2 separate regions of the Mus musculus genome follow, and region 2 is linked to region 1. The links are chromatin contacts, called in public promoter capture Hi-C maps. All regions are on one chromosome and are shown on one strand. The core of a region is the stretch at or near the end of the contact, and the rest is flanking DNA. Distances in the headings are between cores, read along the strand shown.

Region 1 (7,595 bases), core at 1,419-3,918:
GCCTGCTCTCTGCATACCAAGGTGAATCAAGGGATGGGACACTTGACCTTCAAGGATGCAAGGGATAACACTAAACCACTCGATACTGAAAGGCTCTCTTGGTGTCAAAGATAGGTGTGAGAAGAAAATGGTTTAGCTTGGGGGTGGGGGTGGATGCTGGTAAGAACTCCACTGTCCTTCACAGGAATGAAAGACAAAACATTGGCACAAGGGTGCAGTATTTTGAAGGACTGGAGTCTGGTGGTCTGGAATTTGGAGTCCACTGAGCCACAACACAGACTTTAGAAGTGGGGGGGGGGGGGGCAACGGAGGCTTTAGTCAAGAACATGGAGGCAGCAGGCAGGACACTGTGGCATCGAATGGGAAGGGCTCATGGCTGTCTAATGCATTGTGCGCTGCACCACACAGAATCACCTCATGGGAGACATGAGATAATGCCGGAAAAAAAATTTCAAGGGGAAGGGGGGAGAAAAAAAAAAAAAAGAATCAGGTCCAAAGAGTCCACGTGATTTACAGCCACCCCAAGACGCTGTTCATTTTCATCTAGATTGGGCTGTCAGGCTTCATGTGTCCGCCTGGGTTCTCTGTGACACTCTGTGTTCAGAATCGTGGTGGAGCCTGTCAGGCACTTAAGGGGATCAGCTCAGAAACATGAGCAGAGCTGACAGTTTGCCTTGAGAAAGGCCACCCCTCGGCTAGGCATTAAGCAAATCATTTGTGCTGTGCAGCTGCGACCCGCTCCCTGGGGAAATCACACTCGCACCTTTTCTGATACCGTCAAGCCCTGTGGAGCCAAGGTCCAAGAGGGGAGAGCTGACTTCAAACCAATCTGTACAGCTTCACTTGGTAGGGTGTTGAACGGCTGCCCAAGAATGTTGGCATGTCCCCGAACATGCCTCAGCTGAGCCTGCTGGTAGCAGCTCCATTAAAGTATGTCTTATTCAGAGGAACCTTTTTCATAAATAGTAAGTAGGCTATGAGCATTTTTTGAAATGCTTGATCGATTCAAGCAAGGGTTGCAATCTTTCATGTTCTCTACTATACCCAATCATTCCCTGGGCGTCCACTGGCTGAGCATACATCACATTGGGAGGCAAGGAATCATTTTAAAGAGACATCAGCAGATATATCAGACCTGGGCATTAAAGCATAAAAATCTAAGAATTCGAACTGAAGACGCAGAGAGCCCATCACCCATCCTCCTTCAACAAGCCATGAGCTACAGTCCTGTTTCAAGGGACCTGTTTTTCTTTGTTCCAGATGTATCTAGCCTTGCCTCTGGTGGCACACCTTAAATCTGAGACAGTTTATGAGCCACAGTGGGTTAAAAAAAAAATCACAGTCCCGCATCTGAGAATCACCTTTCTTTCCCATTTCAAAATGAACAGAAAAGTTCAGGGCACATCTTAGGATGACACGCACATTCGTGACACCCAGAATGAATCTACAGGTTTGCTGCAATCCTCTGCCGCTCTTTTGACAAAACCTCAAACCGCGTGGAAAGCAGAATGAATCCCATGAACTGAATGGATCCTGGAGACATATGGCTGACAGGCAGCTGGGCTGAATGCAGACCCGAGATTTATCCGCCATCAAAGGAATCGATAATTAAAATGGAGCTCACCTCCATGCTGGGTTTTTTTTTTAAAGTCTAACTACAGGTTTCCCCAAGTTTGCCTAAAATATATATTAAAGCTTAGCATCCATAACATAAGAATATTCATTAGTAATTGTACCCTACCGATCACAAGCATGGGGAAAATTCAAAAGGTAGGGGAAACACACCCACTCACATAATTAGGACATATGTTTACTTAATGTTCCTTTCATTGCTATTAGAGGGAACACTAGCTCAGCAAATCCAAATCACAATGTTTTAACTGTTTCAATATTGTAGCCATAGACCCCAGTCGAGGTGTTTGCCAGCAACCCAGAACACACCCCATTAACAGGGGAGAAAAAAACAAAAGCAATTCTTGCTTCTAGTGGCTTCTTTCTCGGGCTAAAGACAGCTCTCTGGAAAAGGCAGCCTCCAGATCACCTCCCGGGAGCCGGGAGAACAATGAAGAACGTGTTGATCCTGCCTCTTACCTTTTTTCCTTTCCTCTTCCTATGAGCAGGCTTGGCGGGCTTCTCCTTTGGCTCTTCACTCATCTTTCCTTGAGATCAGGGGAGTTGAGACGAGGCAGGAGATCACCTTCCGTGTTCCCACATCCAAACCCACGGCAAAGAGTCACAGCATTGAGACCAAAGTCCATTTAGGGAACTCCCCAGGCAGAGCGGCTGCTTCAAGCCAGCCCTGGCTGCTGTCACGGGCAACTCAGCTCGCCTCAGGGAGGAACTGGGTGTTCTCTCCAGCAAAGCCCTGGTTATTCCTCCAAAGAAAAATCAATATTCCAACCCTTTGTTTTCTTCCTTCCTTTCTTCCTTCTTTCTTTTTCTTCCTTTCTCTCTCTTTTTATTTGTTTTTTTAGCCAGTCGTTACCCCGAGAAAAGATCTTGACAACATTTCAGGGCTTGCTTCTCCACGGTGATTCTAGCTTGGAAATGGTGAGAGAGAGAAAGGGGGAGGCATACGTGCATGTGCGCTGCACACACACACACACACACACACACACACACACACACACACACACACAGGAATAAGCTAGACTGCTGACGAATCTCTGAAGCGTCCCAGGGGCTGGCTCACTGCAGTTTGCAAGCTGGGAAGCCAAGCCGAATGTAAATGCTCTGAGATCAAGCCTCCAGAGGACACATGTGTTGAAAGCATTGGGTATACCCAGGAGGCAGCAGTGGGGGTGGTAACGAGAGATCGGGTTACTGGTTCGTGAAAACACACACACACACACACACACACACACACACACATTCTCTCTCTCTCTCTCTCTCTCTCTCTCTCTCCCCCACCCCCAACCCCAACCCCATGATTAAAAACAATAAAGAGACCTGTTACTACAGAAGACAAAGCTGGATTCTTACCCAGTGAGGTGGTTTTTGTTGTTGTTGTTTGTTTTGTTTTAAAATGTAATTAGCAAAAAATAAATAAAATAAAATAAAATAAAGTTTGCAGATTGCCTAACCAAAGCTATGGACTTCTAATGAAGAATCTGTCACACGGAGCCCATACCTAAGTTGCCAGTACCACATTCAAGCTTTGGTCATGAATATATCAAACCAACCATGAAAAGGAGCCCTCCAGAATATTCAAGAAATCCAAAAGGTTCAGCCCCTGGCTTTTTCTGTGCCAGAAACATCCTGTGCTCCTGGATAAGGCACTCAGGTCAGTGCAGGTCTCTGGCCACATTACAGCCACCACAGGGTCCCCAAGCACACAGAGGCACACACTCCTGCTCTGGGCCACCAAGATTTTGAGAGGTCTCTGGGTGACTTCACTCCTTTGTGGAAAGTCTCCAAAATGGTCCACGCATCGGAACACAGCTGATTTACTGTCGGGTGTGGTCGCTTAAGCATCTTTGGAAAGTGTTAGGAATCCATTCTTGTTAGGAAGGAATAAGGTTCTGGGTCCCCCCCCCCCAATCCCGGCCAGATCACCTTTAAGATGGAAGCAGGTCCCTTGAGCTAAAACACATGTACACTAGGAAGGGAGGAACGAGCGGGAATCCAGAGAGGAGGCTGGCTCAGGGAAGTGGATTTTAATTAATATGATCAAAGACATACAGGAGCGTAAATGAGACCCAGAAGGCCAGTTTTCAGTGAGGTACATGGAGCTATTTAATACTGGAGACACAATGCTAAAATACTGAAGCCAAAATCACCATTTCTCATCTATCATTTAAGCAGGGTTGTACCTATGTTCAACAAATCTGGACTCCCCAAGCGCCACCCCCCTAAAAATGAGTGAGCATGAGGGCAGCTTGAGACAGCTCTGTCATGGACACCAGGGTTACAAGTGCTTGCTCCAGCGACCCATGGAGATCCTGCGCACTGTGGGTTATTTAATGGTTGTTCTGCGGCTGCGCATTACAAACAGTAAACCACCACTCAAAGGCTGGCAGGGAGCATTGATGGCGGTTGCCCCACCCCTCCGTGACCTGGGGGTTCCTTCAGCTTTGAGCAGCTGCTAACCTGTCTCTCCCGTTTCTGCTGCTGTTCTGGAATGTTTCTCTGGCAGAGTAATAAAAGGTAGAAAAACCATTAACACGGTAGGATGGTTCCTTCAAGTTTTTCATTAATTCAGTGCTTGCTCATCTTCAGGACCGGGCAGTCTGGGGAATGATAGTAACGTCCCTGGGTTGATCTGTCCCTGACTGCAGTGAGATGAGCCTGGGCTTATTTGCATTATGCTCTGAGGGAGAAACTATGAAGTCGGTGCTTTGTATGAATTCTCCATAAACTGAACTATCCATGCAGGTAAAGTCAAGTCTGAATATCCCATTTAAATCTTCAACTCTTCACTCGACAAGCCACAGAGATAACCTACCTGCTCTGTCATTTTACCAGAGTACTACTGACATTTTAAAAAAAAATTTTTTTTAGAAACTTATTTTATGTGTACGAATGTTTACTTGAATGTGTACCGCATGCATGCAGTGCATAAGATGGCCAGAAGAGGGCGCCAGATCCCCCCCTCAAACTAGAGTTATTACAGGTTGGGACCCACCATGTGGGTGCTGGAAATTGAACCCAGGTCCTCTGGAAGAACAGTCGGTGCTCTTAACTGCTGAGTCATCTCTTCAACACCTTCCCTTCTAAGAAAAGTCTTTGTTTATGCCTAATGTCCTGAGTGTAGGATTAGAGAAAGAATGGAAAGAAGAGGGTATTGGATGAGGTGGTCCACAGATAAACAAACACTGCCTGCCGGGCTCCCAACTCTACCAGTGCTGTGAGATCTTTGAGCAGGAGCATTTCGCCAAGTGGGACAGCAATGTAACACTCAGGATGGGGATTTATTCTTCTCTTTAGGCTTGCACTGATGTCCCATTTTTTCTGTTATTTGCTACCCTTTGAAGGGTTCCATTAAAGAGACTTATAAAAACCGCTTATCCAAGCATTGCAAAGATACCCACACTAAGCTATGTTATCAGGGGATCCTGGCAAAAAGGAGGCTGGTGGCTGTAATCTCTTGCTTTCGCTTTACTGTGCAGAAAAATGGATGCTTTAATGACCGATTAAAAGAATTCACCTTGATGAGATCATTCTTTCACAATAAACATTTTAAAACTCAAAAACAAACAAACAAACAAACAACCCCAGAGCCTAGAATTTATTCTGCTCACTCCAGGACAAATGCCATGTTTTCTCTTATATAAAAGGTGGGGAGGGAGGCAAAGAGGGACTTCAGGGAGGGAGAGAATGGAAAGAGACAGTGATGGAATTTATATAAAATGAAAGCAGCTTGGAGGAGTAGTTGGTGGATGGACAGAGACCACCAAGCAAGGGCAGGAGGGTGTGTGCATAAATTAGAACTAAGTACAATGCCACAATATGTATCCCAATACCACGATAAAATGGTATACTAACTTACAAAATTAATTTTAAAATATTTTTAAATTAGTCTGTTTACATACAAGCATGTAAATAAGAGACTATTAATTATTAAGATGTATAAAATTTAAAAAACCACACACTAAAATGTCAATCATGACATTTTTAAAACATAAAAGCGTATTCCAGTTGATGCAAAATTTAGGGGACGGACGGGATAGACTGTTTTTAGTTCATTCCAGACTTTACTGTATTTGTTTATAGACACAAGTCTTCTCTTGCAAGTTTCTGTTCCCTCTGCTGATGGAAAAAAAAAAAAATAGAAAGTGTAGAAAGTGAAAAAAAAAAAAAAACCCAAAACAGACAAATAAAACAAAACAAAAACCCCCTTTTACCATGACCTGGTAAAATCATACGAGAGTCACTCTGCGGAGCAACCACACTTCCTAAGGAAAACCCCCACAAACCTAGCTTCCATAGCCTGAAGGTACCAAAGCGAGTATGTAACCAGCTCTGACAGAGCATCCAACTCCCAGACGGGAACTGAAATGTGTCCAATTATTTAAGTAATAAGATGTCAGAGCCTTCAGCCCTGCCACAGGAAGTGGAGGCAACTCATTGTGAGATCCAGGCCCTTTCTCTGGAACCCGATGCGTGCCAATCAGCCGGGCATGGTGCCGCACGCCTTTAATCCCAGCACTCAGGAGGCAGAGGCAGGTGAATCTCTGAGTTCGAGGCCAGCCTGGTCTACACAGTAAGTTCCAGGACAGCCAGAGCTACATGGTCAGATCCTGTCTCCAAAAAAAGCAAAACAAAACAACAATAATATCTCCGAAAGTCTGTACAGCTCTTGAGTGGGAGCCTTGGCTGAACACTCCGCCATGATTTTTTTTTTCCCTGACACTGTAAAACACTCACCACTTGGGAGGCAGAGGCAGGTGGATTTCTGAGTTCGAGGCCGGCCTGGTCTACGGAGTGAGTTCCAGGATATTGCCAGGGCTACACAGAGAAACCCTGTCTCGGAAAACAAAACAAAACAAACAAAAAGAGAAAGTGTATTAGGTATTTCATACCCTCATTTCTGATCACCTGCACAGCTATATAAACAATGAGGGCTTTAGTATACCCAAAGGCCTATGAATGCATTTTAAATTGTAATTGTTCTGAGTGAAAGGGTAATTTGATTGATCTAAAAACAGTCTACAGGTGATTACATATTCTAAAAATGTTAAGTGTTAACTACTTACCAATGGCAACCTCCTTTTTTTTTTAAACTCCCAAATTAGAAAATTCTCCAGCCCTTAGAGAAGTTAAATATAACCTAAGAAGATGGTTTAAGCTGTGTGCAATGAAATTATCCAAATGAAAAGCGAGACTCCAGGAGTTCACAGAGGAGGAAACGCCACCCCATAGGCAGGCTACTTACTTGTTCGGCACCGATTAAAGACCCGGCCATCAGGTATTTGATACCAATCTGAGACGGTTCTATTTTTAAAATAAGTAACTCTCATAAGAGGACACAGAGCCCGGTCAACTCTCCTGGAACTGCTCTATTTTTAAAATGAAAGTCGCTTACCATGGGGAAAGCACGGGCAGGTTAACAGCAAACAATTTTTTTTTTTTTAAGTTATCTTCTACATAAAATTCTACGGAAAACTAACCCAGTAGTTTCCTGGCCAAGGCTCGAGTGCCAAAAGACAACAAATAAAAAAATAATAAAATAAAATTAAAAAAGTAAAACAACTTCTTTTTGCCATTCGGGAGACATACCCGAATGGTTCGACTCGTTTTATTTCTCTGACCAGGCCGCTGGGGATTTCTGCTGTGGGCTGGGGAACTGACATGACACACTTGCTAACTCTTGGAAATAACATGCTTTAACATTCTTCATTATTCTTCAACATCAAAAATACCTAGGGACTTCAAGATAAAACGGGCTGTTTTCCTGGAAGCCCTGGAATCTGACCTCTGATCTCTGACCTTCCGGGGTCACCCAGCCAGTTCCTTGTAGAGCTTTACTCCACACCAGACTCTCCCAGAGCTTAAAGTGAAACTGCCCTGAGATCAGATTCAGTTATTATTGGTTAAACAAGCTGGGCCTCCTTACACACATACACACACACACACACACACACACACACACACAC
Region 2 (7,595 bases), core at 3,111-5,610, 430 kb before region 1:
ACTATCTGTAATGGGATCTGATGCCCTCTTCTGGTGGGTCTGAAGGCAGAGGTGATGTCTTTATACATATACATAAACAAATTTATTTTAAAAAATAAAACATAAAAAACAGAACGCTTAAAGAGTGAGTATTTATAGTCTACTATATGTTACAATAGTAAACATACATACAATATATTATATACATAATATAACTATGATAAATAAAACTACATTTTGCTGGGATTGTTCTTAAGAGGGACAATAAAATGAAGTAGCCAAATGTCTGGAAACACATTCGGCTAACTGTTCGGTGAGTTATTAGGTATGAAGTTGGGAGGGATGGGGAGGGGAGGACAAATCTAGGAGGAAATGGAGGGAGAAACTGTATGAGAGTCTGGAAGACTTAATTAAAATATTTTATTAAAAGAAAAGAGGGTACTAAAAAACCAGCTGTGGGAGAAACCTAAGGGTGGGAATAAAACGAACTCTCATGTTCAACTTCCACAACACCATGGCTTATGGCCACATGGACTGACTGGGTTAGCTCCTCTCGATGCTTTTGACTCTGAAGTTGGTGTGCCCTAAACGTTTGGTTTTCTCTTCACAAAAGATAAACTAACCACTGTGAAATCACATTAAGCTAAGCAATGTCTGGCACTGAAGGGCTGGCATTCAGCAGTTGCTTAAGCAGTAACCAGGAAACTGGGAGTTGATCAACAACAGGAGAAGGGTAAACATGTAACCAATTTCCCATCTAGAGAGAAGCCTTTAGATAGCACTTTAAATTCAGGTACAGGGAAGTTGTAGCTGATGTGTGCTCCTTGAAGAAGTTTTATAAAGAGTTCCGTGTGAGGGCCAGTGAGATGGCTTAGTGGGTGGGTACAAGCTCAATGTCCCAAGTTAAGTCCATGGAACCCATCGGGTAAGGACAGAACCCACTTCTCAAAGTTGTCTTCTGACCTCGACAGACATACCTGCATTCACACACACACACACACACACACACAAAATAAATAAATAAATAAAAATAAAAAGACTTTTTAAAATTAAGAGGCCTTAGAGTTTCCAGCTGCTAATCTATGGGGAGCTCTGTTATATCCATGTGTCTATAATTCAAATTATTATTTGAAGAATGGCCTAAGGGATTTAAGAACTCAGGAGAACATAGAGCCCTTCTCAAAGTTGTCTACTGCAGATATGAAGAGTCCAACAGATGAGTCAGATGACCAGAGAATGACTAATAAGTCTGACAATCCCAACATCTTTTGGGGGAGGGGAGAATGGATTTATATGCATTGAGATATACATTTTAAATGGTCCTTTTTTTTTTTTTTTTTTTTTTTTTAGAAAAGAGAAGTAGAGGGGCTGGAGAGATGGCTCAGTGGTTAAGAGCAGTGACTGCTCTTCCAGAGGACCTGAGTGCAATTCCCAGCAACCACATGGTAGCTCACAACCATCTGTAATGGGATCGTATGCCCTGTTCTGGTGTGTGCCTGAGGACATAGCACTCATAGAAGTAGGAATATAGAACAAGAATCGTTGCTTAGAGATCCGCTGTTGCACAGAGAAGATGTCCAGAAGATAATCCATACCATAAATGTGCTGTGTGGATCACACTCACAGTCATGGAATCCCCAGTACAGTCGATTCCAACCATCCTAACGCTGCGGGCCCTTTAATACAGTCCCACATGTTGAACTGACCCCTCAACCATAAAATGATTTTTGTTACTTTATAAATATAAATATAAATACATATATATATATATATATATATATATACACATACACACATATATGCATGTAAATTTATTTTGTTGCTTTGTAATTTTGCGACTGTTACGAATTGTAATGTAAATATCTTTGAAGAAAAAGGTTTGCCAAAGGGGTCGCGACTCACAGGTTGAGAACTACCGCCCTGGTATTTGCACAGTTTAAGACACAAGCACTGTCTGTGAACAGCTTATACTCTCAGTTCCACACTGGATACTCTGACTTCACTGTCCTATACTGGGCGGGGCCTGAAAGTCTGCTTCTCTTACTTAGACTGTGTCTGTCTGGTGCCTTTGCTCTCAAGAGCTGCTTGGGACCTGGTTGGTGTGAGTGTGACGTCTAAGGAGAGAAACACAGAGGCCTCAATGTCCCATGAATGATGAGCTCCATGCTCAGGTTTAATTTCTGCTCAGCCTACGTAACCATTTCTGAAAACACAGTTTTCAGGAAAATTACTCTGTCATGCCTCTCTTCAGACCTTTAAATGGTTAGCCCTACATTTATGGAGAAAAACAATCAGTACAATCCTATCTCGAGACGGGCTCATGGAAAGTGTCTTCAAGTTACACCACCCTCACGAGGTGCCTGGCAGAAGCATGACACCCAGGGGCTGCAGCTCAGACCTGCTGTGCTGGGCACACTGGTGCACCACACCCAAACGTAGCTAATGCTGATTCCCAAGCCTGGGCTAACGCACTGTCTGACCCCAGGAACAACATAGCTGAGGTCGTTCCTTGGGGTCCCAAATTTATGGTCATAATGTCAAGTTGCTGGCAAATCTATGCACACAGATCATATGGAGGTGGGAAGTATCAGTGCTGGTTTACTTTGGCCCAATTTCCATTTCCCAAGTATCAGATTTCAGAGCCTATTTGGGGAATATTTTCCTTTCCTTTTGCTATGCCTCAGTCTTCATTCGGTTGATTTAAAATGCCAGTTTACTGAAACAGATTGAAAATAGGTAACTATTTTGTTGTAATTCGTTTGGGGGATTTTAGAAGTAAATTGTTATGTATTCTTTCGGCACTTTAAATGCAATCTTGAGAAACGTTTTCTATTTGGAAAAAAATTGCAGAACCATCACTACCAGATGACTCCAGAAGATGGCGCTGTAGGCCACATGTCTACAATGTAAGGCTCCATTTTTCACTGCTCAACTATGACGGGGCACTTTTAAAATTACCATTTATCTTAAGCTTGATAAAGGTAAGTATTGAAAAGAAGTGCCAGTTTGGAACTTAGAAATTTAATTCTAATATTCTGTTGACAGAAATATATTTAGAAGCAGGTAGTCATTTTCTATTTAGTGTTACATTTGTAACCACATTTTAATTTGTATCAGACTCAATACAACTACTTGCAACAACTGGCTACTTGAGGGGATCCTCGTTGAGCCATTGCTAAACTGCTTTGATTTGTAAGTTAGGGACCCGGGAGGAGGAAGGGGACTTGGAACCTGTGGTCCCAGATCTGACAAAACTACAAATAGCTATTAGGAATGGACTTTGGAGGCACTGAGTTTATTAAGGTTTTCGTTACACAGTGTGGGATGCTTGCTGGTGGGATACGTGCCTGTTAATGTTGTTTGCACATCTGCAGCACCTTTTCTTGTGCAAAGACCTAGATACGATAGATCTCTGTCTGCTGCCAGAGATAAAAACTGAGCTGCCACCTGAAACTTGAGTTGGTAAGGACAGGTTCTGAACACCCAGACAGGTCTAGCAGTTTACCTCATCACAGAGGAGCTCATACGCCTGCTTAATTGGCACAACCGCCGATACTCTGGCTCGATTAACAATAAACAATAGGAATAGGGACAGGGGAAAGCAACTTGGTGCAAGCAGAGCCACCTGAGTTGTGCTCCCCAATGCCCACTTAGGAAGCCTGGCATAGCCTGGCATTGCCTATGCGATCTCAGTACAAGGTGTCAGGAGGTGAGGTGTGAGAGAGAGAGAGAGAGAGAGAGAGAGAGAGAGAGAGAGAGAGAGAGAGAGAGAGAGAGGGAGGCAGGAGGAGAGCTGGGGCTTGCTGGTCAGGCAGCCTAGGCAAAAATGAAGAGTTCTGGCTTCAGTGAGACCCTGTGTCAAGGCAATAAGGTGTAGCATGATAGAGCAGGACACCTAATGGCTAAGGTGTAGCACGGTAGAGCAGGACACCTAATGGCTAAGGTGTAGCATGATAGAGCAGGACACCTAATGGCTAAGGTGTAGCACGGTAGAGCAGGACACCTAATGGCTTTGTCTGAGATGCACACACACATGGTCACACACAAGGACACATGGACACACACAAAGATACACTGAAATACACAGACAGACAGACACACACACACAAAGACACATGGACACACATGCACACAAACACAGAAATAAGGGTTTACTTTGGCTTACAGTTTAAGGGCAGAGTTTACCATGACAGGAAATTCATAGTAACAAGGGTTTAAAGCAGCTACATGCAACCAGGAAGTAGAGAACAGTGAATATTTATGCTCTGCTAGCTTTCTCCTTTGAAATAACCTAAGATGAAAACCCAGGGAATAGCGCTCCTCACTTTGAGGGCACCTCAGTTAACCTAATAGGGGGAGGTTCTCTCACAGGCAAGCCCAAAGTAATACCTCCCAGGTGTGCCTGGGTGCTTGCTTCTGGGTGACTCTCGATCCTGTCAGGACCACAATGAACAGAAGCAGCCACCACAGCGAGCTCGCTTCATTTGAGAGCACACAAAGGAAAATAAATGCCTACAGCGCAAGAAGGCAAGTGGGTGCGGCGGAGCCCAGGGTGTGCAGAGGGACATCTGTTTGCTGTTTCTTGACTGGGTAGTGAGTGGAAAGTTCTTGGCTTGTGTGTGCATTTGGAAAACGGTGCTCCCTTGAAAAGATAGAGCTCATTCAGGTAGAGAGCTTGACCTGCAAATGATAGCCATGAACAAATTGGGGGTGGGGGGTGAGGAATGCCCCCGTTGTCTTTAGGCCGGTATCAGACTCCAGGACTCTATGCACAGCTTAGGCAGCACCTGCGACTGAACATGGAGGAAGTGAGCGGTGCTCTGCAGCAGGCGTTTCTGTAAGGACTCTACATCCCCTGGCTCATCCCCTGCCCATTAGCTACCTGCAAGGCAGCCTCACAAGGTGCGGTTAGATGAATATTAAAGAGACTGCTTACAGCCACACAGGACAGTCACTGGCTGGGCACAGACCATGATGCCAACGTCAATATCACACTGTGTAAACTATCCCCCTCCTGGGACCTGTGGTTCCTTGAAGTTATTCTAGCAGTTAATGTTGTGGGCATGTGTTGAAACAATAAAGGGCATCCGACCTTTATCACTGCTTTGTTTTGTTTTGTTGGCATGTGTTGTGTGTGTGAGTATGTACTTGCCTGTGTGCGCATGTAGAGACCTGAAGTTGAGGTCAGGCATCTTGCCTAGCCACTCACCTTTCTTGAAGCAAGGTGTCTTGCTAAACCCGGAGTTAGCCAATTCTGGCTAGTCTAACTGGCCAGTCTGCCTCTGGGACTCCCTATCTTTGCCTCTTACGTGCTCTGATCGCAGGCAGCTGGCAGGCCCGGGCAGGTTACTAGCCATGCTTGCATGGCAAATGCAATATCCACTGGGCATCACTCCCTGACCCGCACAACTATCTTGCTTAGTAAAAACAGGAGACTGAAATATTAACTAAGGTGGCACTAAATACACTGAGTATTAATATTTTTCAGCATGTATGTGGAGGAAGGCCAATTTATCTGACTATAGACTCTACAATAATACATGAAAAATGCACTTATGGAGAAGGGAGCACTAAAAAGAGACATTTAAGCCAGGTGGGGGTGGTGCATGCCTTTGATCCCAGAACTTGGGAGGAGGCAGGAGTTTGAGGCCAAGCCTGGTCTACACAGTGGGTTCCAGGACAGCCAGGGCTCCATAGAGAAACCTTGCCAAGAACAAAACAAAACAAAACAAAACAACACACACACACACATACACATGCATATACACTGAGGAGACATTTATAATAAGCACGTGTTAGGGGTCATACATTATTTATATATTAACTGTTACTGAGCAGAGAAACGATCTGGTTGAGTACTGTAACAATTGACTGGCTTAATTCTTTGAGGACATCTTGAGTTGTCGGTCTGTTTCATGGGTTGCTTTTTTCTCATTAACAACTATCCAACAAAGAGGAGGATGGAGAGGAGGAGGGGAAGGAGGAGGGAGAGGAGGAGAAGGAAGAGGAGGAGGGGGAGGAGAGGGAGAAGGAGGGGGAACACAGACTGTAGCTATGCTTGAGTGTGTGACCATGAAGACATTTTTTTCTTCCACCAGAGGAATCACGTGACTGATGCTGGGCTCTTGGCATCCAAGTATGCCCCACTGCCTCCTCGGGAAAATTTTTTAAAAAAGATTTATTTATTTATTTTTAATGTATGTGAGTACACTGTTGCTGTTTTCAGACACACCAGAAGAGGGCATCAGATCCCATTACAGATGGTTGTGAGCCACACCATGAGGTTTCTGGGAATTGAACTCAGGATCTCTGGAAGAACAGTCAGCGCTCCTAACCACTGAGCCATCTCTCCAGCCCCGTGCCTCTTTGTGATTCGATGGTTTGGTGAGCTCTTTTTGGACATGGGCTTCCTGCCAGCCCTGCTCAGTGCATTTCTCCATGGGAGGGAGAACTTAGTCTGTAAGTTGAATCTTCAAGGAAAAGGACAGGCCTGGCTTTTCACAAAAAGATACTGATTTCTACTTTGAAGTAGCTTTGGGGCTCAGGACAGTGGTGATATGGAGTATGGATTCAGATTAACTGGTAACTGGATATAAATGTGTTGTGCTCCCCCATTCTGATTAATTATTATATTTAATATATGACCAAAACGTTAAACATCTTGTTCTAATGGGCTCCAGGGTTTGCCTCTTTAAACGTGGGAGTATTCACATGTCCTGGTCTCATTGCGTAAAGTGAAACCAAAGCCTCATTGGCTCTTTGAAAATGGAGGTAAGAAAGTCTCCACACTGTGCACAGACCTTAAATAATGCACACCCATGGGACTTTTTCTAGGCTCAATCTTGACCAAATCTCATTGGACCAAAGCTAGAACTTTCCACCAATGGCTCGTCTTCTTTCTCATTGGACACACATTTTGAAAACAAGTGGGTTATAGTTGTAACTCTAGGTTTCCGCCCTGTCCCTCTGCTTAGCAAGGCAAGCTGGGAAGGCCACTTGGCATCCATGGATGTCAGGAGAGTTGGCTCAGTGGTTAAGGGCACTTGCTGTTTTGTGAAAGACCCGAGGTTAGTTCCTATCACCCACAGGAAGGCTTACCACCACCTCGGGCACCAAGATGCACACACAGGCATAACACTTATATACTAACAATAAAATAACAACAACAATGGAATAAGATCACTGAGCTTGTAAGCTGTGCTTTCCCTAGGAGCCTCTACATAAAAGGCATTTTCCAGTGTGCTGTCAACAGTTTCCTTCTTCCTGGAGGTACAGGCATCTTTAAATTGCATGGTTGATGGCAACTCTATCACATACAAAAATTTTGGTATGGCACTTTTTTTTCCCTATAGACCAAAACAGTGGTGACAGTAACTGATATTTATTAAAAGCTTAAAAATTATTATTTCCTAAAGGGCAATTATATTTTCCTAAAGGGAAATTATATTTCCTAATCATTTATTTATCTTAATGGTAACGCTATAGAAATAAAAAGAACAATTTCTGTTTCTAGGCTCGCGGCGGTCTAGGCACCTGCTCAGCCATTCTTTGAACATCCCAGATCTGTCTACATCTGTGGTCCACAGTCGGAACCTACAAGAGGCCCCCGTAGATGA

The links. Promoter capture Hi-C pulls out the DNA fragments that hold promoters and counts their contacts.
Region 2: a contact with region 1 is called in a promoter capture Hi-C map of hippocampal neurons, with 4 times the contacts expected there. The contact joins the enhancer-like site here to the promoter of Ank3 in region 1. A contact is called at or near these places in 4 of 39 promoter capture datasets (the 3T3-L1 cell line, 3T3-L1-derived adipocytes and hippocampal neurons), 1 of 484 Hi-C or Micro-C datasets (embryonic fibroblasts) and 2 of 115 datasets of contacts at active chromatin or transcription factors (cardiomyocytes and forebrain).

The regions. Positions count from the first base shown.
Region 1 is chr10:69,528,781-69,536,375 of GRCm38.p6, reverse strand. Ank3 (ankyrin 3, epithelial) reads right to left here and starts at 2,668. Exons shown (of 43, transcript NM_146005.3): 1 at 2,092-2,668. The coding sequence starts at 2,154. Gm51806 (a long non-coding RNA gene) reads right to left here and starts at 2,086. Exons shown (of 2, transcript XR_003949008.1): 1 at 1-2,086.
Region 2 is chr10:69,960,091-69,967,685 of GRCm38.p6, reverse strand. The region is part of intron 29 of Ank3 (ankyrin 3, epithelial); the gene reads right to left. Among named protein-coding and RNA genes, the nearest start is that of Gm33361, 42 kb to the right of the region's middle. Within about 2 kb of position 4,360, at least 60 of the 459 cell types and tissues checked have an H3K27ac peak or open chromatin away from gene starts, as enhancers often do. A contact at or near this core is called in hippocampal neurons, where this site is marked.